Regions from separate parts of the Hordeum vulgare genome. Here region 1 is linked to region 2. Evidence: chromatin contacts called from public Hi-C data. All regions are on one chromosome and are shown on one strand. The core of a region is the stretch at or near the end of the contact, and the rest is flanking DNA. Distances in the headings are between cores, read along the strand shown. Region 1 holds the start of LOC123447832 (PHD finger protein ALFIN-LIKE 8). Region 2 holds the start of LOC123451169.

What was found. Hi-C and Micro-C count contacts between places; a contact is called where the count stands out from the background.
Region 1: a Hi-C map of leaf shows a contact between it and region 2, with 2.1 times the contacts expected there. The contact joins the promoter of LOC123447832 here to the promoter of LOC123451169 in region 2. A contact is called at or near these places in 2 of 6 Hi-C or Micro-C datasets (leaf and seedling).

Annotation. Positions count from the first base shown.
Region 1 is chr4H:50,704,743-50,709,144 of MorexV3_pseudomolecules_assembly, reverse strand. LOC123447832 (PHD finger protein ALFIN-LIKE 8) reads right to left here and starts at 1,585. Exons shown (of 5, transcript XM_045124519.1): 1 at 1,374-1,585; 2 at 1,217-1,249; 3 at 1-70. The coding sequence starts at 1,464.
Region 2 is chr4H:50,519,385-50,524,209 of MorexV3_pseudomolecules_assembly, reverse strand. LOC123451169 reads right to left here and starts at 2,358. Exons shown (of 3, transcript XM_045128181.1): 1 at 2,099-2,358; 2 at 1,666-1,945; 3 at 1-456. The coding sequence starts at 2,154.

The DNA.
Region 1 (4,402 bases), core at 336-2,835, 190 kb before region 2:
ACCTCCTCTGCAGGCAAGTTCACTTCCCATGTTTCATTGGGAAGACCATACAGACACAGATTCTCTTTCTCTGAAATCAGAAAGACAACCTCTTAAGCCTCCAGGTCACATTCAGGATTATATTCTACTCCCTCCGTAAACTAATATAAGAGCATTTAGGACACTATCTTAGTAATCTAAACGCTTTTACATTAGTTTACAGAGGGAGTATCTAATAAAAATAAGCCGAGACAAGAAAGCCTCAGCACGACGGCAACTGTGTGCCCAAGAAACAAAAACGAGAAAAGAAGAAGAATGAGGAAAAGATCCGTCCGATCATATTCTATAATGCGCCTTCGCCATCCTAACCCAGATGTAACACGAGACTCTGGGTCTATGAAGTACTACAAATTTTAAGACTAATTCAGGATAAACAGCACAGCTGCCAACTTGCAGTAGGATACACTAAAAAATGGCAAATTAGTGAGTATAACATCTGAAATCACGAGGACATGTGGTAGTTAACCGAAAGGCGCGAAAAAGAATGCCAAACGAAGATGGCGCACCAAAACTTGGAAGCCTCGAAAGTTCTCCACAGGATAGCCTGATCTAGTACTGTTAAACTTCTGCACCATGTCAGTGGAAAATGACTAATTAAATAAAAGCCCGAAAATACCCTTCATAAGATGGATACCATGGTCATTTGGTTACACCGCACCACACATCATTTTTCTGTGTGAAGGGACGCCGAGAGCACTAGTCAACAAATCAAGGAAAAAAACAAGCGCCCCACCTCATCTCTCTCTCTCTCTTACCCACACCCACTGACACCCACCCACACGCACACGCACACGCACCATTTTTCTAGTACAACTGATCTGTTAGTAGATCGAAAGCAAGAACCACCAAATTAACAGACGGAAAATAATCCAGTGACCTTTCCTGCAAAAATCACAAAGCTTCCTAATTCGGAAAATCCCCAACCCACTAGTACAGGAATTCCAGCGAAATTCCCCTGCAGAAATCGGGGCACAGGGACTACCAAATTAGAGCCAATAACAAGTTAAGAAACAAGTCACGCACAAATTTCCATTTGAGAAAAGAGGCAAAGATGGAATCCACACCAGAAACACAAACTCCACTCAAACAGGTAAAAAAAAAACCGCATCACTTCCATGTGAAACCTCGGCGATTTCGAGGTCCGAGAAGGGCGAATCGGAGACGGTCGCGAGCTCACCTGGGTCGCACTGCTGGTAGAACTTCTCCACATCTGCAAATCCACCAACCAAAAAGACCAGAAACCAATCAGAACCTCCAAATCCTCACGCGGACCCCCAGGAAAACAGCCGAAATGAAAAATCGGACGGGGAGAAGAAAGCGAGCGCGGCGCGCACCGGTGGTGAGCGCCTTAATCATGCCGGCCCGCCGCGCGCGGAAATCCCTGAACACGTCCTCCGGCGTGCGATGCGTCCCTCCTCCGTCCATTCGGGGCGCGCGAGTGTCGCCTGAGCTCCGGGGCTAGGGTTAGGGTTTTGGTGGCGGAGGCGACTGGCCGAGGCGAGTAGCAAGGCTTTTAGAACAGCCGGGGGGAGGGCGACCAGCGGAGGAAATGGATTTTGAGGAGATGGATAGTGGAGCGGAATGGCCAGTTCGGGGGACCGGGGCGCGGGTTTCGAATCGCGTCGAGGTTCCGACTGCAAATTTACCGCACTTGCTTGACTGCTTTGCTGGTGGAATTGCGTTCGCACCCAGGAAAGGTTTGCGATTTTCAGCTGCACCTCCGGATAAAACGGTCACGCGCGGCAAAGCTCTGACCGCTGTAAAGCCGGGTTAAACGCATCCCCGATGGGCCGCTGGCGTGTGGGTCCCTTTGCAGCGGCTGTCTCTGGCTCCGTGCGACTTTGCACGCCTCAAAATAAGCGAAAATTAGCCGATACCCGAAAATCTCGTGCTGTCGAATCGTTTTAGGCCCTCGACGTTTCAAATCTATATCTATATACCTAATCCATACCCCTAATCTATACCAAATAATAAAGTGGTTATTGCTTCCGTCGGAAAACTCACCACGTTATTTTTATAAAAAAAACCCTGTAATTTTTGTTATTCAACCCGCGCTTCAATTTCTCATTATGGTGAAATTAACAATGGACGGGTTGATTTTTCAACAAAATAGGATAGGACTAACTACATTAGTTAGTTAGCTTATTATTTAATAAATCAAAATAATTATAAAAATATTAAAAGCGTGTGGTATTTTTTTCTCCCGTTGCAACGCACGGGCTATTTTGCTAGTAATAATAAAACGGCTATAGCTTCCGTCGGAAAACCCACCGCGACATTTTTAGAAAAAAAAAACTGTAATTTTTGTTATTCAACCCGGGCTTCATCATTTATCTGCAACGTAAAAGGAAAAAAACGATTCGCTGCAAAAATTATACCCGTACGCATCGCATCCTCCCGTCGACCCTCGGCCACCCTCGCCTGTACCCAAGCCGCCGCCGACGACCTCAACAAAATAGATGGGACTGACTACATTAGTTAGTTAGCTTATTATTTTAATAAATCAAAATGATTATAAAAAGATTAAAAGCGTGTGATATTTTTTTCTCCCGTTGCAACGCACTCGCCGCCGCCGCCGACCTCAACCGCCACCGCTGCCGATCTCAACCCACCCGCCTCCGCGGCCGTACCTCTCCCCGCTCACTGCCCCCATTGCGACGCTCGAGCGCATCGCATCGACCCTGGTCCACCCCGGCCTGTGCCCAGACCGCTGCCACACCACTCGCCGCCGCGGCCAACCTCAACCACCACTGTTGTCGATCTCAACCCACCCGCCTGCCGTACCTCTGCCCGCTTGCTGCCTCCGTTTCGGCGCTCGAGCACAACTTCTGGATCAAATCAACGTGGCAGCTACAGTGACTATGGATGATGCGTCTTCTCGATGCAGAACGGCGGCGGCGCGCGGATAAGGCGCGGCGGAGCGAAGTACTTGCAGGTGGAGGCGGGCCTCCATGGCTCACACGGGGAACTCCGAGGTTATGATGCGGCAACGACGACTCCTTATGGCAAGATAGAGGCGCCTAACCCTTGCTCCCCACATCGTATCCCCTCCTCCGACAGGAACTCATCATCTGATGAGATCCCCTCCCCATGCCTCCAGCCGTGTGCCAAGCACCGACAAGAAATTTTGTTTTGTGGGGATTTGTTTGCTGATGAATGAATGTATTGAATGTAAGATTGTATTGTTGTAGAGACAGAGAATGAAACACCACCTTTAGTTTGTCATCTGATCCCACATTCTCTACCCCATGAGTAAAATAAGATAACGGTCCATTGATCATTTCACGTAGCCTCTTTGTTTTGCTTTGATTGTCCCGCTCAATTTCTCATCATGATGAAATTAACAATGGACACGCTGATTTCTCAACAAAATAGGATAGGACTGACTACATTAGTTAGTTAGCTTATTATTTTAATAAATCAAAATGATTATAAAAAGATTAAAAGCGTGTGGTATTTTTTTTCTCCCGTTGCAACGCACGGGCCCTTTTGCTAGTAATAATAAAGAGGCTATTGTTCCTCGGAAAACCCACCACGACATTTTTATAAAAAAGTCCCTGTAATTTTTGTTATTCAACCTCGGCTCCATCATTTATCTACAACGCAAAAGAAAAAAACGATTCGCTGCAAAAATTACACCCGTACGCATCGCCTCCTCCCGTCGACCCTGGGCCACCCTGGTCTGTGCCCAGGCCGCCGCCACACCACTCGCCGCCGCGGCCGACCTCAACCGCCACCGCTGCCGATCTTAACCCACCCGCCTCCGTGGCCGTACCTCTCCCCGCTCACTGCCCCCGCTGCGGCGCTCGAGCGCATCGCGTCGACCCTGGTCCACCCTGGCGTGTGCCCAGGCCGCTGCCACACCACTCGCCGCCGCGGCCAACCTCAACCACCACTGTTGTCGATCTCAACCCACCCGCCTCCGCGGCCGTACCTCTGCCCGCTTGCTGCCCCCGTTTCGGCGCTCGAGCACAGCTTCTGGATCAAATCAACGCGACAGCTACACTGACTGGGGATGATGCGTCTGCTCGATGCAGAACGGCGACGGCGCGGCGGAGCGAAGTACTTGCAGGTGGAGGCGGGCCTCCATGGCTCACACGGGAACTCCGAGGTTATGGTGCGGCAACGGCGACTCCTTATGGCCTGATAGAGGCGCCTAACCCTTGCTCCCCTCATCGTATCCCCTCCTCCGGCAGGAACTCATCATCTGGTGAGATCCCCTCCCCATGCCTCCAGCCGTGTGCCAAGCACCGACAAGAAATTTTGTTTTGTGGGGATTTGTTTGCTGATGAATGAATGTATTGAATGTAAGATTGTATTGTTGTAGAGACACAGAATGAAACACCACCTTTAGTTTGTCATC
Region 2 (4,825 bases), core at 1,109-3,608:
GGTAGACGTAGTGGCCTGCGCCAGCTTCTTGAGCTTGGCGATGATGGTGACGAGCTTGTTGTCGAGCCGGCTGACGATGCACCGGGGCAGCCACCCGGCCGCCGGGTCAAGCTGTACGACGTAGGTGACGATGCAGGACTCGACGCCGTCGTGGTCGGCGTCCAGCTTCTCGACGACCCACCCCGACTGCAGGAGCAGGCCCCGGCCGACGGAGCTCCGGCCCTTGGAGTCCCGTGGCAGAAGGCCCGCCGCGATCTCCTTGGGCAGCGACGCCACGGCCACCACCAGCGTGCCGTCGTCCATCGTCTGCCGTCGCTCGTACACGACGAGGTCGCGGCGGCGGAAGAGGCCACCCGCCGGCCGCTTCGAGGTGTCGCCGAACTTGAGGTGGATGATGCTCAGGTCCTCGCCCAGCTCCTTGATGTACGTCGCGTCAACCAGGTCAGACTCCCACTGCTGCACGTGATAACAGCAACAGCACATTGGATTGGTAAAATGCTCACTGGAGGATATTTTTTTGTATAGTGAACTCCAGCTAAGCGTAACTAGTTGGCAGGGTTAATAATGCAATGTTAGCGGACTAGCCTTTCTTGTGAGGAATATCAGAACAGTAGCTACATCCAAAACGGTAGAAGCTCAGTCTACCAGATGAGGGAGGAACAGGACCAATGGACCATCCGAACATGCATGGTGGGCAACCTAGCGCCATGATCACCGAGTGGTGTACTTAAAGAGGTTAGGTAGGAGTATTGATATTTTGCACCCAGCCTAGTTACATAACTTTCGAGTCAAAGAATGGCCACTGCACGTTCGTCTGTCCTATGCATCTTATTTTGTTTGCGTATATGCAAATTCACGGTTCGACTGTACTCTAAAAATATCACATGCCTTCCTTGTAGGCCTAAAAACAAAGTTACCACTAATATCGGCACTTTCAAGGGTTTGGATATCCAGTTCCTAAGTTTGCTGTTTAATTCCATTTTATTCTGTATAGTTGGAAGGAAGATGCATCTGGCTCCACATGCGCGTGGGCGTGGCCATATGGGGCGGCCATGCATGTCTGCATGCGATTGCCACCGATTAATCACAGATTGCACACATGCATGCATCTAGTTAATCATCCTCGTATGGCGTGCTCTCTGCTCGCTCTGGGATCTCGAGGTCAAATGATTTGGCTCGTACTTGTGGGCTCGCAAACTCTCGCGTGCCCGCTCGCTTGCAGCTGCTCCATGTCAGATAGTGGTAAAATAAGTGCAGTACGCACCCACAGAATCAATTACTGCCCCCCTTCACGGTTGGCCTGTGCAACGCTAGGCAGGCTGCGAATGGAATTCGGTCACGGGTGTATCAATACATAGACATGCATGTGTTGTTGGGTCGGCAAGTCACGCGACGCGTTACCGTCACCTCCGTGACCAATTAAAGCGGTCATAACTTGTCCAGCTAGTCGAGCCAGCCAGCTGCTGCCAAAGTGGCTCCGAGACTACCATCCCAGTGGTACTACTACCCAGACTAACCCATCATTATTGATAAAATAAGTACACTTCTGCTGGTTCGTGAGCCCAAATCACACACAGCGAATTCTCTGAAAACAGTTACTGTAATACTGTAGTATACAGAAGAAGAAAGAAGAAGAAAAGGAAATGAAGATTTCATATGCGTTACCTTTGCTGCGTCGACGGCGTTGGCGACGGCCATGAACTGCTCCGGCGAGACGGCGTAGAGCAGCCACCGGCTCCGGAACATCTGCCCCGTCCCCGACCGCCGCTTCGCTATCTCCACGCCGTTGCAGTACGCCAGCGTCTGCCACCCGCCGTCCTCCTCGTCGCCGCCTCCTCCCCCGCCGCGTCCGGCGCCGCCCGAGTCCGACGCCGCGAGCAGCTCCTGGATGCAGCTCTCGCTAGCGTAGCTCACGTACCTCCTCAAAGAATCCTCACTTATGGACCTACAAACAAATTAATTACAAGCCGCAAAACACGATCAGGCCTGACCTTCTTGTGATCAGAACTGAAGATCACGATACACTACTACTTGCTGACAAACTAAGAAGCAAAACGGGAGCACATATGTCAACTGATTAGCATTAGCAATCACGTACCATGACCTCGAGCAGACCGAAGGGGAGGAAGATGTGGGGGAGCTGCCATTGCTCATGCTTCTTCTTCTTCTTCTTGTCACGAACGAAGTTTGTGCTTGTGCCTAGGATGATGATGTTTTGAGATGAGGAAGAGAAATGGATGGGCAGGTATAACTATTAGGCTTTCTGGTCGATGAGATGGCCGAGCTATGTAGCTAGCGAGGCTGTATTAGCCTAGATGGAGCAGGTTTAGCTTTTATATATGGAGAGACTGGGGTTGGAGAGGCGAGGTTTTATGACGGAGAGGCAGGAAGAGTGAGTAGGAAACGGAGGTGGAGCCACATGCAGTGATCGGGGCACATGGAGATGCCAGTGACAGAGAGGGCGGTGGCCGGCCGGTGGTGGCTCTGCTCTGCCCTCCGCCATACACCACAGGGTAAAATAAAGACAAAAGGGCACTAGAAAAAACGCAAATATTTCTGTACTTTGCTCTCCATCATGCTAGTACCAGTATTTCTTTTGCTACTACCTAGGAACTTGGAACTTTACAGCATGTAACTTGATGAAGAGTTGTTGCATGTACATCACTAATTTGCCTAGTGCAATATGTGGAGTACAATGTTCAGAAAGTCTTGATTTGCACCAGAGTTGTTTGTAAGGTGATTTAGTGGTTGCATTTTAGCTGTGTATTTGATTAACTCTAGAGCAGTGCAAATGCTAAAGGTGGTGGTAAGGATATATGCTTTTCCTTTGGAGTTTGGAGACCATCACAATAAAGAGACGAAGAAGCAAAGGTAGATGCCGGGGGAAGGTTTCTGCACATGGCATGTTGGCAGGACTGCTCTACAAAGGAAAGAATTGTGGGCTTTAAGAGACTGATTTAATTATGGTTAAGTGAGGTTAAAGTTGTGAATCAAAGGAGAGGTTAGAGGATTGCTTTTGGGGCGCTTGTCCTTCTTTCCTGTGGGGTTTGGGGGCTATGATATGCTCTCATTGCCTATACATGTGCCAACCAAGCTCCACGTCGGAGCCAAGAGGACCATCGTGACCCTTTCTGTCAACTAGAATTGGTTGTGATATTCAAAGGGGTACTTAGGAAGTAGTAGGTGCCACATTTAGTAGCTCCCGACGTGGAAGAGGTGAAATGTGATAAAATGTGCAGGCTGGCAGATCAGAGTTGCCATGAGAAAATAAGTTTGTCAAATCTAGACCAGATTTTGGTTGTTTAACCTGTTGGGACATAAGAAAGAGCTTATGCACTATAAGTTACTTTGCTTGTTTTGGAGTAAGCTCGTTCTCATGTCCCATCAAAGGAATGATACTCCCTCCGTCCCAAAATAAATGACTCGATAGTGACTCAACTTTATACTTATTAAAGTTAGTATAAAATTGAATCATTTTTAAGTCATTTATTTTGGGACGGAGGAAGTATTACTTAGGACACCAATAACGCGTTGACGTTCCGTTAGAGAGGTCACCGAATGAACGAAAGTTCCCTACAAAAGGCTTGTTTGAGCTAACAACATCATCCCGGAGTGTTCCCTAGAAAAACTACTCTCACTGAACGCTCGTGAATTGCCATGCTATAATAGATCCATTTGTCATGCTATTGCAGACAGATTTGCCATGTTGAAAAAAAGGCATGCTAGCAGAAAAATTGTCGGGAATTTGCCATATCGTGGCAGAGTAAATTGCCATGCATACCGGAGATTTTCACATGACAATTTTTTTTTGCCACCTAGAGTATGAGAAATTTGCCACAAAATGACAATGATTTGCCATGTTACAAGAAGATAAATGACATGATATAACATAGAGATTTGTGATGCTGCAGAAAAGAATTGACACGCGTGTCTTCAGGAATTTGCCATGCTGCGTACGAAGAACTGCCATCCTACAAATATAAATTACCAAGATGCTAATATAGGGAAAAAAAGTTCCCTCACAAAGTGGCAACGGAGCGAAAGATTGCGTTTTGCCCAGGCCTTCCCTCCCAATGGTCTTCTCATCGAACACGCTGTGATTTGTGCAAGAAGATCGGGCAGGCCACATGGTGTTTGCTTGGATTTTGTTGGGAGCTGACATCAGTTCGTCAACATTTAGGACTGTATTTGATGATGGAAAATCTGCTATCAGAGCTTCAATAGTCTTCTGGAATCAACCCGAAGGCACTGGGTATTTTCCTTTTGAAAAGGAAAAAAGGTCCTTCAACCAAACAACGATGACAAAGGAAAGAATGATAGTGTTGCGCATCCACTCACAATGACATATAGAGAGGAGGTGAGTGAGAGGAATTTGGTGTGATGGTCGTCTCCCTTGAGGTGGATCGAAGAAGATAAATGTCAATGGACGACCAACGCGGAAACTACATGAACCATATTTTTCATGATTTGGATGGGTACATTTTTTTGTTGGCTTTACCCAATTTAAAAGTTACATAGTTTACCTATTTGTCATGATCTTGTGACATATTATTATTATTATTATTATTATTATTATTAGCTCAAGCTTTTTTTTGTGGAAGATTAATTTGCTCAATCTGAGAATCGATCCATTTATTAGGATGGCCGAGTAGCTGATTGGCAGGACAACTAAGTGCTTATTTGTTTGGGTGTACTAAAATATGTTAAACTTTCTGAAAGTTTAAGAAATTATGTCAAATTATGCTGAACAATGCGGCTTGTGACACCACATTATTCATGTGCTATGTTGGATACGACCATAATGCATATGTAAATTCTCTAGTGG